Linked DNA regions of Mus musculus: all the other regions are linked to region 3. A link is a contact called in public promoter capture Hi-C data. All regions are on one chromosome and are shown on one strand. Each heading gives the region's core, a stretch centred on a gene start, on an enhancer-like site or on the middle of the called end of the contact. The rest is flanking DNA. Distances are from core to core; before and after follow the strand shown.

What was found. Promoter capture Hi-C pulls out the DNA fragments that hold promoters and counts their contacts.
Region 1: a contact with region 3 is called in a promoter capture Hi-C map of pre-B cells. The contact joins the promoter of 1700029J07Rik here to the promoter of Asah1 in region 3. A contact is called at or near these places in 3 of 39 promoter capture datasets (cranial neural crest, liver and pre-B cells).
Region 2: a contact with region 3 is called in a promoter capture Hi-C map of liver, with 2.7 times the contacts expected there. The contact joins the promoter of Cfap97 here to the promoter of Asah1 in region 3. A contact is called at or near these places in 3 of 39 promoter capture datasets (cranial neural crest, liver and pre-B cells).

What each region holds. Positions count from the first base shown.
Region 1 is chr8:45,973,278-45,977,497 of GRCm38.p6, forward strand. 1700029J07Rik (RIKEN cDNA 1700029J07 gene) reads right to left here and starts at 1,975. Exons shown (of 7, transcript NM_001033148.3): 1 at 227-1,975. The coding sequence starts at 326. It overlaps Ufsp2 (UFM1-specific peptidase 2), which reads left to right and starts at 2,251. Exons shown (of 12, transcript NM_138668.2): 1 at 2,251-2,311.
Region 2 is chr8:46,160,721-46,164,960 of GRCm38.p6, forward strand. Cfap97 (cilia and flagella associated protein 97) reads left to right here and starts at 2,931. Exons shown (of 5, transcript NM_025747.4): 1 at 2,931-3,029.
Region 3 is chr8:41,372,836-41,376,773 of GRCm38.p6, forward strand. It overlaps Asah1 (N-acylsphingosine amidohydrolase 1), which reads right to left and starts at 1,862. Exons shown (of 14, transcript NM_019734.3): 1 at 1,675-1,862. The coding sequence starts at 1,749.

The sequences.
Region 1 (4,220 bases), core at 725-3,224, 4.6 Mb after region 3:
TCAGCTCCCCCTGCACCATGCCTGTCTGGATATTGACATGCTCCTATCTTGATGATAATGGGCCAGTAAGCCAGCCTCAATTAAATGTTGTCCTTATAAAAGTTGCCTTGGTCATGGTGTCTGTTCACAGCAGTAAAACCCTAACTAAGACAATATGTATGTAATCAAAATCTTTGTATTGGAAATATATGCTATTCAAGTATTTTAAAATACCAAAGATACTCACGATTAAATGGTGACACATATTTGTCGCCCACAGTGATGTATTCCATCTCACTGAAGAGGCCAATCCTCTCCATATCTGTTTTCCCACCTTCTATCGGCATGATTGCTCCTTGGGGTGGTAACTTCACAAAGGTTCTTAGATCTTCTTTTGCAGCAAAATCCTACTTTACACTGAAAACTACAGGAAATTAATTTTAAAGAAAAGAATGATTATTAAATATCAAACTATTTATTTGCCATTATTTTAAGTCTCTGGATTGGTTGGTTGGTTGACTTCTTTTACGTACCCGCACAAGCCCCATCAGATAGGCTTGTGCATAGCTTTTGTGAGACCAAACTAGGAACAATATACTTTGCAGGTTAAAGTTTTTGTTTCCAGTTAAGACAGTTAAGACTAAGCTCCTGTTCATCCTGTACAGGCTACGGTTTCTATTTGTAGTTAAAGAATACGTTCCTGTTTGTCCTGCGTTAAGTGCTTCCAAGTTGAGATTTCTCCTTGTAATTAAGGACTGATCCCTGTTTCTTAGATAGGATGTAAACTGCAAAATGTCTTTCAACCAACACTAAACTTGCTACCCGATTCACATGATGTAGGAACATGACCTTGTTCCTTCCCTTTCACATTGTTCTTTGGTTTTGTTTTTACAATGTATAACAGCCAACTCTCTCAGTCCGGTGAACGATCTCTCTCTCTCTCTCTCTCTCTCTCTCTCTCTCTCTCTCTCTCTCTCTCTCTCTCTCTCGTGTAAAAAGGACCTAATGAGGCTGCCGCAAGGGGTGCTCTCAGAGTGAGACAGCCAGCAGGCTAGTACGGGCACACCCCAACACACAGCTTGCTTTAATTGGACAGTCATGGAGTTGGTCTCTTCTCCTGGAGATTCTCCGCTTTAACACCTTCCCAAGCTTCATTAACAGTCATCTTATATCCGTGGTTTGGCACCCTTTATTTTCCCCAGTGAACTGACAGCTAGGAACCATGAACTGAGTTTCAATCTCCTTCACCACATTCTTGAGGCAACGCTGCCCAGACTGGAATGGAACTCCTGGAATCAGGGAACCTCTGCCCTAACCTCCGGAGCGGCTTGAACGACAAAACCCCTTTAGTTTTTTACCATTGTCGCCCCAGCGCTTGCGGCCAATGCCTTCAACTTTGTCCCTACAATAAACTCTTTAAGTAAAACTTACAAAGTATTCATTCACACATTTACGCAATGTTTTTTGCAACCCTCTCCTTCTGGTCAGGTAGAAGTAGGAAAACAGACTTTAAAAGGCATAAATTTTGGTTTATAATCACGTAGACACGAAAATCGTGGGATTCTACCCAAGTAGAATATGGCAAGTTCCCTTCAAAAAGTTTGGCTAAGAAGGTTCCTCTGTTACAGCCCTGTCCACTGCATCCTTGCAATTTACTCAATAAATTCTTTTCTACGCCAGGAAAAAAAAAAAAAAAGTTTGGCTAAAAGGGAGAAACTGCAGAAAATAAATGGACTGATTGTCTAAGTTATTCCCTCTAAGGAAAGGTAGCTTGAAGTAGGCAGGTAGCTAAGGAAAACCCATGTCTGCGAGGCCGAGTCACCTCTCCAAAAGACACCTAATCCCACAACCAGAATCAGATGGACCCTGCTCCGGTCGGGGATCACTCCACAGCAGAGCCCGAAGAGCTCGAGGCCACGCGCTTGGCCGGGGCTCCAGCCTAGAGCGCAGCAGCAGAGGCGCGCGCCGCACAGTTCCGCAAGCTGCCGCTGGCGCATGTTAGGCCGCGTTGCCGTGGGAACGGGAGAACCCTTTCCCAACGTGCTACTGTAGGCCCTCGGAACGTTCGAACCCGCACGGCGCGTCCACGAAAACGGAAGAAAGGCCATAGAATACGTAAGTCTCAGCCAATAAAATCTCTCGAAACTAAGCCTTCTGTTTCCCCGCCATCGGCGAATAGTTTCCCTGTGGTACGCTCCGTGATGGTTGACGCGAAGCATTCTGGGAGTTGTAGTCACCTGTCGGAGCCCCGCAGTCGGCGGGCGTGACGTCACTTCCGGGACGACCCTTGCTTGCACGAAGTAGGTGTTCTTGCCATCGCCAGTGGTGCTTGGTAAGTGATTCTGGTTGTCAGTGACCTCCCCGTATTTACCCCTAGGACTTCGTCAACCGTTAGGAGAATGGCTCCAGGCCCCTAAAAGGAGCTGCTCCTGAGAGGCCAAAAGTCGCGGTACAAACTATCCTCACTTGGATCTCTTGGGTGATCTGGTCACCAGCAGCACCGGGTCATGCGACTCTCCGGGTCAGTCAGTGCATCTTGACAGTAAGGCACTATTTGTCGTATTTAGAAGCTAGCTAAAAGAACTTTTGGTTTTGAAAAGATAGACCTAACTTCCTTAAAATAGTCTTCTCCCTTCGCTTACGTGGCACAGAACTCTCCAGCTTCCCCCTTCTCCTAGCTCAGCTAAGTCCTGCCATCTGTACCGCAGATGATAATCTTCAGCTTACACCCTGAGCTTTCTCTCCGAACCCAATTCATAAGTCTAGTCAACTGCTTCCACTTAAATAAATCATTCAAACTCAGCAGTTACAGAGCCGGCTCATCATTTCCTGTTCTCCCCGCACTCTTCCTTCAGAATTCCCATTCGATAACCCAGCTCACCCCTCCTTGTGCCCACCAAACCCTTGACAAACTTGCCTCATCTCAAGAACAAAGTCAATAATCAAGTCTGGGTTCTACTTCTGGCTGGCTGTATTAAAACCTTCTTTACCGTCCTTGAGCTTTGTCCTTGCTGTCCGTCCATGGGTCATAGTCTAAGTGATCTTTTGCTTTGGTTTTAGGACAGAGCCTCACAAAACCCAGGCTGTCCTTGAACTGGCTACACAGTCAGGAATGACTTTGAAATCCAGACCTTCCTGCCTCTACCTCCCAAGTGTTGGGCTTACAATCGTATACATCAGCCTTCCTACATGTTGTTTCAATTAAGCGAACCTTCACCAATTGGCCACTGTGCTTAGAATGGGCTTACACACATAAGAATACCTCTTTACCTTGGAAAATTTAAGGCTTCTTTTATGGGCTACTTACCTGCCCTTCGAATTTCAGCTTAAATATTACATCTTCATAGAGTATCTTGCTTTAAAAGCCTAAAGAGACCCTGGCGCTTTCACATATGATTGCTTAAAGAATTGTCATAACAACCCTGGTTGAAGTACCATATCTTTTCCCCATTTTTTACAGAAAAGAATAGGCGTGACTGATTATGTTAAGCAGAAATCTTATTGTATAAGTACCCGAGTTAAACCTTACTCTTGCTTGTCTTTTCTTTTTTCTTTCTTTTCTTTCTTTCTTTTTTCTTTTTCTTTCTTTCTTTCTTTCTTTCTTTTTTTTTTTCAAGACAGGGTTTTTTGCTTGTCTTTTCAATCTTCAGTTTATGTAAGTATTTTTCTTACTCAAATGGTAATGTTGTTCTAAATTTATCAAACTTCTCACTGGTAGTTCTCACAGTATTTTCCAGTTTTGAGGGGTTTAGTTTTTTATGATAAACAACAGAATGAATGGACAGCATTATTAAACTTTTTGTTGTTCGCTTAGAATGAAGTTAATGGAGTGAAATTGGGACATGGTGTAGTCTTTGAACAGGTTACATAAAAGCTGTCACTCTTGCAGAGATGTGACAAGAAATTTACAAAATAAAAAACTGCACCGGCACCTACTTCATAATGTTCTGACAATCAAAGGTAATATATGCCCAAGGTTCAGTCATTTGAAGCCTTAGGAGTCAGTTCTAGCTCACTTGTTCCAGAATAGGGTTTGTCTGAGGGATTCATTGCTGTGAACAGGCACCATGACCGAGGCAACTCTTATAAGGACAACATTTCATTGAGGCTGGCTTACAGGTTCAGAGGTTCAGTCCATTATCAAGGCGGAAACATGGCAGCATCCAGACAGGCATGGTGCAGGAGTCGCTGAGAGTTCTACATCCATCTGAAGGCTGCTAGAAGACTGGCTCCCAGGCAGC
Region 2 (4,240 bases), core at 1,681-4,180, 4.8 Mb after region 3:
TTTCTTCATTTAGCATCATTTCTTAAACTTTCATGTATTAGGATTTCGTTCCTTTTCGTGATTGGGTAAAATTTCACTGTGTATGCAAGTGCCTGTATCAACATTTTATGTTCATAGACTCAGGTTGTTTTTATATTTTGAGTATTATAAATAACAATGCTATGAATCTAGATGTACAAATATCCAAGATGCTGCTTTGAATTCTTTTGAGCATATATCCTGAAATGTAATTGCTAGTTCATATAATTCTATTTACTATTTTCAAGAAAATACCATAATTTCCTATCCTGCTGTCTTATGTATCAACTGTGCAAAAGGCTTCCAATTTCTTTGAGTCTTATCCATCTTGTTGTCTATTTCTAGTTTTTGCAACAGCTACTTCTAAAATGGTAACTCTCCAAGTGGGGCTAAAATGAACCTCATTGTCTGACTTTGTATGCTTGGTGTGCAGGTACAGAGCAAAGTACCACAGTGAAGCTGTGGTTCTAGGGTAACTTTGTGAGCACAGGTGTGTCATAGAAAAGTTGTGAGGTTGTAGCCAGTTTTTTACTTCCACTGTGGAATCTAGAAGTTCTATTCAGGTTGTCAGGTTGCCTTTGGAATTACTTTGTACCAGTTGTGCTGTCTCCGTGGCCTTGAATGTTTTCTTGTGTTCTGGGATCTAATTCTAGTCATCTGGCAAGCACATTTACCTACCAGACACGATCATCTCAAAGGCCTTCACAGATTTTGATATGCAGTTCCTTAATGGGTAGTGTCTTAAGCGACTTTTTTATTGCTGTGTCAAAGCAACGTGACCAAGGCAACTTATAAAATAGAGCAATTAGTTGGGTTCCCAGTTTCAGAGGGTCAGAGTCCATGATAGCAGTGCAAAGGCATGGCATGGCAGCAGGGACAGATGACAACTCCCTTCTTAATCCAAAAGCAGGAGGCAGAGCAGTAGAAGGCTTTTGAGATCTTTGCCAAAGCTCACCCCTAGTGCCACACTTCCAACAAGGCACACCTTACTCCTTCCCAAACAGTTCCACCAACTGAGGACCAAGTATTCAAATACATGCATATAGAGGTTATTTTCGTTCAAATCATTTTTAGTGAAGTCCCTGTGTTTTCTTGTGTTGTTGGCTATTTGTATCTTCTTTGGAGAAATGTCTACTCAAACACTTTATATCTACCCTGACAGAATATTTTTTCATTAGTTAAAAATTAAGTGAAATACTGTCTTTGAGCCAACAAAATGAAGAAAAAAAGTTTCTCTTTGTTAATAATCAGGACCCCAAAAATATAAAATATATTGTTCAAAATAAGAGTCCTTTCTTGAGTCTGATGGCTGTGGTTGTGATCACACACACACACACACACACACACACACGATTAGACACCTAGACACTTAGTGAAGCTCACCTCTGGGTGTGTCTGGAGGGCATTTCCAGAGACATCATGTGGGCTCTGATCTCATCAATGAAGTGACCCTTGATGGATTCATAATATGCTGGCATTATTAGCAGGTGGTGATAGGGAGGAGGTGGCGCCTAGGTGGAAGAAGGTCACTAGAGGTATCTCTAGCATTATACCTTGCCCTGGCCTCTTCCTGTAGGCCAGATTCTCCAGTCTTATAATTCCACAAACTGCTGCTCTGTAGTGCCATGAAGGACTGAACCCTCTCAAAATGTGAGTCAACACATCTTTCCTCACTGTGTTAGCTATTCTGTCATGGCTCTGACAAACAATACACTCGTAGTCCCTAGGATATAATGTTAAGTTTGTGCTTGCTTCCTTAGTACCTTTATTTAAGTGCTGAGAACTTATTATGGCTGTAACAAATTACTACAAAGTTAGATGTATAAAACAACTCATTGATTTGGATTAGGGAGCTGTGGAGGTCAGAAATCTAAAATCCAGGCATATTTGAGTTCTTTCGGGGTAGAAGCCACTTCTCCCCTCTTTTCAGTCTTCCAGAGATGCATGCATTCTTTGGCTCATTGACTCTTCCACACATCACTCAACTATTTTGTGTCCCAGCTCCTACAACTAACTGGCTTGGAAGCTTTTGCCTCTCCCTTTTATAGGGATTTATAGTGGCTGATTACACAATGAGCTCCTGGATAATGTAAATTTAATTGCATCAGCTAAATTCTTGTGCCAGATAAAGTAACATATTCGTGTACTCTGGTGATTAGAGGATAGAGATCAGGAGTGTACTGCCATTCCTGACCCTTAGATGTGTCAACAAGAAATTAAGGCACTCAACCGTCTATAGAGATCATTTTTTATATTGCTTAAAGTGGACCTTCACCATCAGAAGGGCCATCCTTTATGGGTTACCTGCCCCGGTGCATATTAACTATGCTTGAATTTGAAATTTTTTCCTCCTTTGACACGGGCCTCACGATATAGCCCTGGCTGGCCTGGAAGTCACTATGTAGAACACAGGGATTCCTCTCCCTCTACTCCCAAGTGCTGAGACCAATGGCATCCGCCACCAGGACTGGTTCGTGTAAACAGCGTTTTGCTGAAATAAAATCGAACAAAACACACAGTCGTCCTCCATTTTTATTATTGTCATCTTGTTACAGAATTACAAGATTACAGCGTCTTTTTAGGAAACCATCCCGGACGTCTAGACCTACCGCAGCGTCGTGGGTAGGCGAGCAGGTGATGCCCTGGACAACAGGGAGGCCTTGGTGGCCTCCTTTCCATGAGCCTCCGAGACCTCGCGAGGTCCTGCCGAGAAGCTGTCGCCCCTGCAGCGCCGGCCTGATCACTTTGACCGGGTCTCCCGGAACTACGGACGACAGGAGCGCAGCCCTCACCCTCGCCGGCAGAGACTCGGCTCCGCGCTCGCCCCGCCTTTCCCCTTCCGCTGAGTCCAACCCCCGGAGCTTCCGCCCGCGCTCAGGCGTGCGCCGGTCTCCGTTAGCTTCTACCGCGGGGGAGGGAGAACGGTGGAGGTGTGGCTGCGCGTGCGCAGAGCGAGCGAGAACCCGAACGCTCCGCGGGGCGCAAGAGTCCGTGGCGGCCACAGTTCGCAGGTGAGCGGCGCTCGGGCTTCCGCATCCGGTCGGTCTCCAGCGGGCGAGACGGCCCTCCCCTGCGTTCGGGGTCCGTTTCCCCGGTTCAGTGCCCGACGGAGGCGAGCACCCGGGGTGGGTACCGCCGAGCCTCCACGGTGGGGGGGACACAGGCTGTCCTCAGCCCTAGGCGCCGCCACCTCGGCCTCGCTAGCCCGCAGGGCGAGCGACGTGGTAACCGCTATTAAAAAAAAAAAAAAAAAAAAAAAAACGATAGCCCGGCCCGCAGGACGCGAGAGGAGGCGTGGAGTCGGGGTCCGAGCCCACGGCTGCCCCTCTCCGGGCGCTTGAACCCGAACCCACAGCTCTGAGGCACTGAGTGTGAAGAGGCAACCGACTGGGGTCCTGGAAGAAGCCCCAGACTCCTGAAAACCAGGTGTTCAGTTTGAGCCAAGATTTTTGTATGCTTAATTTGGTGCCCTATTGTGTCCATATCGACAGATAAGGACTTATCTCAAATGTACAAAATGCCGTTTTTAATGACAGGTTATTCGAGTATTCTTTCTGGTGTATTGGGAAAGCGCTGTTATTTCTACTGCTAGTTCTGCATAAGCTAAAACATCACTCTCCAAGTAACTTCCAGGTAGCTTTGACAGCAACCTGGCTCGATCCACCAGAGGGTTGTTAGAGTCTCATGAACCATCCTTTGATTTTTATCCTTCTCCCGTGTGTTGTAAGATAATCTTAACGATCCTATAAAGCTACAATTTTTCTTGCCTATTCCCGAATGTAAGTTGAATTAGAAGCAACCTTGATGTAAATTTTGGCAAAAGAATCGTTAATGAGGGAGATCGTCCGCTAAGTTTTCCTGGAACTTAAGTTTGTGTGTGTACAGCCACTCTTGCCCAATAGAAATTCTGACTATAAACACCAGAAATTTGACATACACTAGGCAGTGGGCCACCTCTCCAGCGGAGAGAGGGACATTATCAAAATACGCTGGAAACATGATGGTTTTATTCTGTTTACATAGGAGGCAGAGTAAGAACCTGGGCTGAGCCTTAAATCTCCAGACCTCTTTGTGGGATAAACCCAACTGTTGTAGGTCTTTTTCTAGACACTGGATGTATAAAGGTGAACAAGAAAGACCTCTGGAGCGCCCAGTCTGGTAAGAGTGGCTATACCTCCACCTCCTCCTCGCCCCATCCTCTCCTCTCTCCATCTTTCTCCAG
Region 3 (3,938 bases), core at 612-3,111:
TAAGGACATGAAACTGCTCTGAGTTCATAGCTGCACATTAACACCTTACAGGCCTATAGGACCCCATGGACTTGTGTTCTGCTCTTGGACACAAAGAGGAATTAAGTACCGCAGAGACAAAGTGAGACAAAGCAAGCTTGTATCATGATTGTGTCTACACACTGATAAAGAGTTACACACTGTGTAACTCAGAACAGCATCTCTTGCTAAATCAAAGGATGCTCTGCTTCTACTCTCTACAACAAATCCTGGGTTACACTCAAATTCTCCAAGTATTTTGTTTAGAATTTGTTGTTACTTAACCCACGGTTGAAAAGGTCTATATCAGTCCCTCACATCAAACACTAGACCTAGTTTGCTCAACCATTATGTGTCCTTTGGTAATCTTTGGGCAAAAAGGCACAAGCTATCAAAATACTTAATTCTTCAACAATTCTTACAATCCCAACCAAGTTTGGTAAATCAATTCTTTATCTACACTAGAGCAAACGTTTTGCTCTTCCTTCAATCTTTTGTACATACTATGTGGGTTTTGGTCACTGAAATTACTCTGTATACCATTCTGCATTCTACTTTGTGTTGTGTGGTGTTTTTCAGACAAGGTTTCTCTGTGTCCATTGTTGTCCTAGAACATTCGCCTACCTCTATCTCCCAAGTGCTGGGATTTAAAGGCGTGTGCCACCCTCTGCCCTGATGTGCATTCTACTTTTATCTACTAAGTATCTATTCTAGTGGCTGGCTAATTTTCTCTCTCTCTCTCTCTCTCTCAAATTCAAAAAAGCATTTCTCCTTCTAGGAATAAAATTAAAAGAACTCCTGCTGCTCCCATTTCCAATGTCTTGCCTCTTTTCAAAATTCTTGTCATCTGGCACAGGTAAGGTGCATCCAGGTTCCTAGTTATCAAATCTGGCAACAAAACAGTCTTCAATTCTATAGCCTTTATAGAATCGATCTATGAAATGTCGCTGTCGGGCTTTGACCTAGAGGCTGAACTTAGAAATGTTTCTGGGAACAACGATGTGACCTCTGGCTACATTTTTCACTCCAGGGCTATACTTCCTCTTCTAGTAAATACAAGAATCATGTTAGTTCCTCACAGTCTCTTGCGGATATATAAAGTCTGTGGCATTGTGACTTGGTCGAGCAGCACCACGGTACAGACAGACATTCCATGCCTGGGCGTGAAGGCCACAGCCAGTACAGCCTTCTTAGGGGGGCGGGGTGGGGGTGGGTTCCCATCATCTGGGCTAAGACTGCATGTGACCCATAGCTTCCTGCGATGGTTTCTTCAGGAAAAAGCACTAGGTAACCAGGCAGAAAATACTACGGCCACCAGTCAATCGTTAGCTTTTTCTCTGGAGAGTTCCGCCTACAGTAGCTGGTAATCTCAAATATAAGATTGGAGAATGCGTGAATCCTACACAGTTGTTCTTGAAAGTTAGAACTTCCCTAAAATGTGTACTCGGTCCATACAGCAGCAAAGCCACTTAGCCCGGGGTTCACAAGCCACATTTGCACCCATACTCCGCGGGACCGAACCAGAGTTCCCCCGACGCCTCACGGAAGATACAGACCGCGAGCAGGTGTCCCTCACCCGCCCCGCCACAGCTGCGCCCACCTCCCCCTGAGCCCGCGCCTGCACCCCCATCTGTGCCTCGGCTGGAGCTCACCCACCGGCGGCACATCCTGTGCCTGGGCGCAGGTGACTGCCGCGGCTAGGACCCAGGTGAGAAGACTTTGGCCCCGCATCTTCCCAGCTGCAAGCGCCGCTCCGAGGGACTCTAGCAGCAGCTGCAGCAGGGACCACCTCCACCAGCAGCAGGCCGCACCCCAACGCGTGATCAGCGACCCTGGGCCACACCATGCACGGCAGGGGACACGCCAGAGATAGAGGCGCCGGGCCGAGTCCCTAGAGCGGAGTCCGCGCACAGGGCCGAGAGGGGCTGCGCCCCCAGCACGCCACGCAGTGGTTTCGTCCAGCCTTAGCCGCACCCCGGGGCGGGACTTCCAGTTTTCCTCTGGCCTTCACTCGTTTGGAGCGCGGGGGCCGGGGCAAGACGCTGGTGCTGGAGGATTTCTGAGGGCGGACGCCGACTGACTCGGGAGAGGTTGGCTCCTAGGCGTCGCGGTTCCTGAGCCCACCAAAGGGACAGAGTTTCAGAGCATAGCGTCAGACCTAGTTTGCCTTCTGGGGAAGGCTGGCTCCAAGTGAGTCACTCAATCCATCCATCCTGCCCGAGGGATCACAACCAGAGAGGACAAGTGTCAGGGTCAGAAGTTTCATCTCTCGGGTACTCTAGGTACTTAAGGCACTGCTAAATCCTAGGATTTAGATTTTAGTTTCTTGCTGTTATGTCCGGGGTTGGAGAGGTTGAAGGGGTGGGACCTTCATCGATGTATTTGTCGCCGCGTTACTCAACTCCTGTTTTCCTTTAGCTCGTGAGAAGCCAGTTGGTCCAGCGGACCTAAACCTAGGACAGGTACTTGGTACTTCATAGTCTACTTTGAAAAGCAGATAAAAGTGAAATACTTGCTTGGCTTTTACCTTGGACAAGGCTCTCCATAATAGGATGAGTTATCTAGAATCCAACAGGAAAAAAATGCCTCTAGATTTACATTTTCTGCTTCGACGACAGGCATCTCAAGAAGTTTGGAGGCTTTTAAAAAAATGCTTCTATAAAACTCACTCAGGACCATTAAAATCCTATTTTAATTCTCACCCCCGACTCCTGTGCTGGGGATCCGAGTATTTTTCCTTTTTGGTGTAAAAAACACCTAAATTTGGAGGCAAATGATAAATAAGTTGGCTTTTGTTTGTTTGTTTTTTGTTTGTTTGTTTTTGAGGAAGTTTAGATGTTGATACACAACACAGGATTAAGAAACACTTAGAGGGCCGGGCGGTGGTGGCGCGTGCCTTTAATCTCAGCACTTGGGAGGCAGAGACAGGCGGATTTCTGAGTTCAAGGCCAGCCTGGTCTACAAATTGAGTTCCAGGACAGCCAAGACTATACAGAGAAACCCTGTCTCAAAAAAAAAAAAAAAACAACAACAACAACAACAAAACAAAACAAAAAAAAACAAACAAACAAAAAAAGAAATCTTACTTAGGTAAGCAAGATTGGAAAATACTTACTTTTTGAAGGGGGACACTGAGGACTGTTTTAGACAGCAACCTGAGGCAGAAAGCTGTCTTCAGTCACTGACTCTGGCGTTTCAAACCTGCCTAGACAAGATAGCAAGATTTCATCTCCAAAATAAAACAAAACAGAATATATCAGGTCTCTGATGCAGAGTTTGAGGAAGCAACAAAAAGGCACAAAGTTCTTCCCTTATGAAACTTACTAGATGGGAAATAGCAAACACCAGGCATGTGAGGTTCATCTGTAAAATAGCAAGCAAAAGCTGTAAATGTTGGGGGATGGGGGGAGGTCGGGCAAGGAGTAGAAGAATGTAGAAGCTAGGAAGGGGATTGGAATTTTTAACATGCAGGCAGGGAAGACATGATTGAAAAGAGGAGGTCTGAACAGTAAGTGGTAGAATTAGTCTGATGGATGCGCAGGAGGATGCGCATCCTGGAGGGAGACAGGGGCTCTGTAGTGCAAAGGTAGACTAGGGAGACTGTGACTGAACAAAAGCTTTGCACCATAAAGTGATACATGTTTCAAGTTATGCTTATTCTGGTGGAAAGATTACACTTTGCAGATTACACATCAAAGCACTAGGCTGTCCTGCATAACTATACATTTCATGCTTTATGTATACGTTAACACATCTTTAGCAAGTGAAATGCTACGACTCGGTTTTTTAAATTATAGTACTAAGTTTAGCTACTTTAAGACTTTCATGCTCATTTCTTCATGCTAACCAAAAACTGAGAAAATAATGTATATCCTTTTAAATGCTTTCAAAGTGAAAGCATTTTTAGGAGATAAAACAAA